2 separate regions of the Mus musculus genome follow, and region 1 is linked to region 2. The links are chromatin contacts, called in public HiChIP or PLAC-seq maps. All regions are on one chromosome and are shown on one strand. The core of a region is the stretch at or near the end of the contact, and the rest is flanking DNA. Distances in the headings are between cores, read along the strand shown. Region 1 holds the start of Olig2 (oligodendrocyte transcription factor 2). Region 2 overlaps Gm41492 (a long non-coding RNA gene).

Evidence for each region. HiChIP or PLAC-seq counts read pairs in DNA pulled down with a chosen protein or histone mark.
Region 1: a contact with region 2 is called in an H3K4me3 HiChIP or PLAC-seq map of neural progenitor cells, with 5 times the contacts expected there. The contact joins the promoter of Olig2 here to the enhancer-like site in region 2. A contact is called at or near these places in 1 of 484 Hi-C or Micro-C datasets (stem cell-derived neurons), 5 of 115 datasets of contacts at active chromatin or transcription factors (embryonic stem cells, neural progenitor cells, neural stem cells and 1 more) and 2 of 9 other capture datasets (adipose tissue and pancreatic islet).

The regions. Positions count from the first base shown.
Region 1 is chr16:91,224,202-91,226,901 of GRCm38.p6, forward strand. It overlaps Olig2 (oligodendrocyte transcription factor 2), which reads left to right and starts at 1,349. Exons shown (of 2, transcript NM_016967.2): 1 at 1,349-1,452; 2 at 2,144-2,700. The coding sequence starts at 2,199.
Region 2 is chr16:91,190,909-91,193,608 of GRCm38.p6, forward strand. The region is part of intron 1 of Gm41492 (a long non-coding RNA gene); the gene reads right to left. Among named protein-coding and RNA genes, the nearest start is that of Gm41492, 8.3 kb to the right of the region's middle. Within about 2 kb of position 1,408, at least 43 of the 459 cell types and tissues checked have an H3K27ac peak or open chromatin away from gene starts, as enhancers often do. A contact at or near this core is called in neural progenitor cells, neural stem cells, stem cell-derived neural progenitor cells and 1 more, where this site is marked.

The sequences.
Region 1 (2,700 bases), core at 99-2,598, 33 kb after region 2:
CATTTGAGCTGGAAATGTCCGGATGTGAGAAACAGTTGGGGGTGGGGATACAACCTACTGCCCCCATGCTTGGGCACTGCCAATTGCTCGCATCCATCCACGGTAGGCAGGGTCACCTGTATGGGCCTGGCCGTATTTTCTCCTGGAGGCTTGCTGAAATCAATTCCTAGGTTTTCACTTCCATAAAATGGGTGAGTGTATAGTTATCTCTAGACTTCCCCAGGCAATTCACCCAGATCCAGTTTCTCAGCTTTGTATGTGTGTGTGTGTGTGTGTGTGTGTGTGTGTGTGTGTGAGAGAGAGAGAGAGAGAGAGAGAGAGAGAGAGAGAGAGAGAGAGGCTGCTACCTATAAAAGACGTCCCAAGGCAGCTAGGAGTGTGTTTCAAGTATCAACTCCCATCCACAGCGGAGAGCCTCCGATAATTCTTTGCAAATAATGTTGCCTCTACTCCAAGGCTTGGGCACCAAGATGTTGGAAGTTCAGTGGCTGGGTTTCCCTGAAAATGAATGAGGTGGAAGTCGTTAACCATCGATGCGTTGGCGCTTTGACTGTATTGAAAATAGCTCTCCGGAGCTTCTACACAATCTAAACTTTATAATGAATTGCGATTTCTTCCCAGAGTGCTAAGAACCTTTCTCTGCTTCCTTGCCCGCCCCGTGCTCTCCAAGGCCATGCCCCCACCTGGGGGCGCTACCGCCTGTCCCCAAAGCTGCAGCAACTGCCACTAAGTAGAAAGGAGCTAAGGGAGTGGGGGCCTTCTGCGCCGCTAGTGTTTTCTTATGCAACCACAAATGGTCACAGTTTGATGAAAATCACTCGATAGGTCGGCAGCGGGAAACAGGAGGAGGCGGGAGGGCTAGCAAAAACTCCAGGTGTGGCAAGCAACCTCGGTGTTCATTCTCAGCCATAGAACTGGTTGGCCATCGGACGAGTTTGCAGATTCCCCGTCTCACTCCGTACCCTGGCCTGACGCTACAGTGACAATATTTATATTGAAAGTTGCAGGCGTTCCCTCTCTGCCAGGGTCCCCAGACTTCTTTAGCAGCCCCGCTAGCCCACCCGCTTCTTCAGCTCGCCCTTTCCTCTCCCTGCCCAGGTCCCTCCTCCCATCCCTCCTCGCGAATCTCTCTACCGCGGGCGCCCATTGGCTGTGTGCTGAGAGGAGGCGTGTGCCGGGCCCGGCGGGTTTCATTGAGCGGAATTAGCCGGGTGACATCAGCTTCGCAGCCCCTCGGGCCGGCCCAGCTCATTGGCGCCTCTGCCCCTCCAGGAAAAGCACATTGTTCCCGCCCCCCGCCCGGACCACCGCCACCGCCGTCGCTGCTGCCTCCACCCAGCTATAAAAACCAGCGGAACCCCGAAAGGTGTGGATGCTTATTACAGACCGAGCCAACACCAGCGCCCAGAGCCAGGTTCTCCTCCGCAGCGAGCACCTCAAATCTAATTCACAGTAAGTGTCCCCGCCCCTTAACTGCTCCAGCCTAAACCCCGAAGACCGACTTCTCCAAAGTGGCTAGGATTTAGGATGCACCCTACAGTGCTGGCCTACTGGCCGAGATCCCGCCCCAATAGGTACTAATGACTGCCTGGGTGTCTACACTCACCGCAGCATCCCAGGCTCCAATAACTCCTGTTGCGAGTCCGCAAGCTAGCCGCGCGGTCGTAGAACCAGCGCTTAGAAAGTGAATCCAATGCGGGCTGCCAGTGCGTGTGTTCACGCTTGCCGGCGTTTGCTGCGTGTGTAGATGGCGTTAAAGGCAGATGCGTCTGAGCACCAGATAGAAAATACTTCTCTATTCAGATCTCCGGTCCAGAGAAAAGTCCTCATTTATTCCAGGCCGGACTGAAGAAATAAAACCTCTAGAATGTCCCTCATTGAGGGCCACCCAGAAGTCCCTGAAATAAAGTAACCGGTGGATGAGTGGGGAGGAGAGAGATTAGGATAACTTGCATGCCCCGGGCTGCTAGAAGGCCAGACTGCCGCGGCGTAGATGCCAACCACCTTTGCGGGTTCCTGGAGCTGCCGTGCAGGCGGGGACGGCGATTGTCTCACTTCTTTCTCCACACCCTGTGTGTCTGTCTGTCTGTCTCTGTGTATGTGTGTGTCTGTGTCTGTGTATCTGTCTGGTTCTCTCCTCAAGTTCGGAAGGTTGAAAAAAGAAGGATCATTCGAGAGCTTAGATCATCCCTGGGGCCATGGACTCGGACGCCAGCCTGGTGTCTAGTCGCCCATCGTCCCCAGAACCCGATGATCTTTTTCTGCCCGCCCGGAGCAAGGGGGGAAGCAGCAGCGGCTTCACAGGAGGGACTGTGTCCTCGTCCACGCCGAGCGACTGCCCGCCAGAGCTGAGCTCCGAGCTACGAGGGGCCATGGGCGCGTCAGGCGCGCATCCCGGGGACAAACTGGGCGGCGGTGGCTTCAAGTCATCTTCCTCCAGCACCTCCTCGTCCACGTCCTCGGCGGCCACGTCTTCCACCAAGAAAGACAAGAAGCAGATGACTGAGCCCGAGCTGCAGCAGCTGCGCCTGAAGATCAACAGCCGCGAACGCAAGCGCATGCACGACCTCAACATCGCCATGGACGGCCTGCGGGAGGTCATGCCTTACGCGCACGGGCCGTCGGTGCGCAAGCTCTCCAAGATCGCCACGCTGCTGCTGGCGCGAAACTACATCCTCATGCTCACCAACTCGCTGGAGG
Region 2 (2,700 bases), core at 158-2,657:
CCTCCCAGAAAGCATTTCTCACTGAACCTGGAACTTGCTAGCTTACCTTGGCTGGCAGGACAGCGAGCCCCGGGGACTGCCTGTCTGCTTTCTCAGGCTCACATTACGCACACATTGGCACACTCAGATTTGGGGGGTTTTGTTTGTTTGCTTGTTTTTGTTTTGGGGACTTGGACTCGAGTTTTCATGCTCACACGGTAAGTACTACACCAGCGAAGCTGTCTCTCTAGCCCCAAACATGGTATTTCTGGATTATATTTATCAGTGTAACCACTTCATTTGTCATAATCTCTTTTCTCCTTTAAAACAAATATTCATATTTACATCTTGTCCTCTGCTCATACTTCCACAGTCTTCTGACCTGCAGACACTAGACTTGCCCAGTTTATGGCTCATCCCCAAGGGCTCTCCATGAGAACACGTCATTGGCTTCGGGGAGCCTGGCTCTGGCCTCCTGGCAAGAGCCACTGGCAGGGCCCCTCTTCTGCAGTGGTGGCAGCTGCTTCATCCTGGGAGGTGCTGGGAGCCAAGAGTACCAGGGGGTACCTGGGGCCCTGGGACTTGCCCAGTGGCCTTCCTTCCTGGCCAGACGGCAGCCTTTGGCCACCAGCTGCCAGTGTGCAGCCCCTCTCTGTAGAATCTGTGTGGCCATTCATCTCAGGCCTCCCGGAAAGGCAAAGACGGTTGTGTTATACTAGGTGAAGCTAAAGCTTATCTCCCGCATATGCCAAGATCCACGGGTTTCTCTATCTCCCCCCACCCCTGCCTCTCATCAGCCCTCCCCAGCTTCCCTCCCCCTTTCTTTTACCCCATCTTGTGGGTTTTCAATAGCATGTGCTTTTTTTTTTCTCTCTGCTCTCTTCTTTCTGGTCAAGACAAGGTTGTCTCTCTGGGTGGAAAGAGGCCGTGTGTTCGTGGTCTGCAGCTGCATCTCAAAGGCACTTTGTTGGCTGCTGATGAACTTGTCTTTGCTCGTGTGGGGAAACAGGGAGATTCTTTGGCTCCCCCACGCACGCTGAAATTGATGTTATTTCTCTGCCAGTGGTACCCAAGGAAAGGTTTTGTTCCATTTCCTCCCTTTTCAGGCTGAGCCCTATTTATGTTGGGAGCTGGGGCGCTGCCATGAAGGACCATTGTCGTTTCCCACCAACATCCGAGGCTGGCCAAATCCAGCAGCTGTGGGTCCATGCCTGCCCTCCCCAAGGCTTATTCCCTTGACAACATGGCCTTGTTTGGGGCGACTTAGTCTTTCTCTTGTGAGCTCCTTCCTTTACTCTCTCCCTCTTCCCAAAGTCACCCTTCCTTCTTCTCTCTCTCTCTCTCTCTCTCTCTCTCTCTCTCTCTCTCTCTCTCTGTGTGTGTGTGTGTGTGTGTGTGTGTGTGTGTAGGCCACAAACAGGAGACTGGATCTGGGAAGGGGATAAAGACTGGGAGGTGGAGAGAGGGTAGAGTCGACCAGTGCATGCATGGGGTGAAGGGCGGAAAATTTCACCATAAATAATAGGATCAAATTCGTTATTATTTAGATGATTGCCAACTGCCTCCAACCCAACTTTGTAAGCCGAGCCCTCATCCCTACCCACTCCCGGTGTGTCAGATGGAACACCTAGGTGGCCCACGGGGACCTCTGACCTCTATATCCTCTTCCTTTCTCCCTCCTTTGCTACTTTTCTACTGGATAAAAGGAGAGAGTGAGAGATAATTAACAAAAAACATGGCCCCGGGACAATGAAGCAACTGGCCTTGGCCGGCAAGCAACGATCCTGGTTTTCTAGGTAGAGTTTCTCCCATCAATCTTTCCTTTAACCTCCCTGTTCGTGGAAGCAATAGAAACACCACCCCCTCCCCTGAGCAAATGCTTTCTTTTGACTGGAAACAAAAAGGGGGCCCGGCAAAGACGGAGGTGAAATCTGGGTGGTATGGGCACCGCACAATGGCCCCGCTGTTCCTGGCCCTGCTTGTGTTTTACAACAGGGGAGGGGCAGGCGCGAATGGTCCGATGGTGGAGACAATCCCCCTGATTCAGGCTACAAATGCATCTTCTATTCCACACGGAGCTGAGCAGAAAGGATGGGGGTGACAAAGAGCATGGGCGGGGAGAGGGAAAACAAAATGTTTTCAGTTGAAAAAAAAAATCTCTCATATCCTACACATCCTCAGAAGAGCTTCTATGGAGAAGGCCTTCGGAGAGTCCCAGCCCACAACTCAAGGGCTTTGTCTGAACTCTGATTTATTGATGAAGCTTAAGCGGCTCGCTAAGAAAGGCCTGGGGGTGTCTTTGTCTTGAAGATAAAGTACAATAGGCCACAAGGGCCAAGATCTCTCGGGATGCTCTCAGGTCCTGCCTCTCTCTTGCCCTCTCCTCCCTGCAAATGCCAGCAGATGCTGAAAAAAAAAAAAACCCATCGGTGGTGTGGCTGGGAGTGCTGGGGACAAGCTGGGCCACTTGAGGTCTCCTTAAGAGGGTATTATGGCCAGGGAAAATATTTGCGCTCTAAGGATGGCACACTCCATTTGATAATGGCTCTCATCTGCCTCAGATAATCGCCTCCCTCCCGGCTGTCAGGGGTGCAGCCACTGCCAATTCACAGCGCCCTCCGAGAAAGTACCCTTGTCTGTGATGACCAAGATGGGGACATTGTGTTTACCTACTTGAGCAGAGGAGAAGGTGACCGTGAGGGCAGCCTGCATTGTAAATTA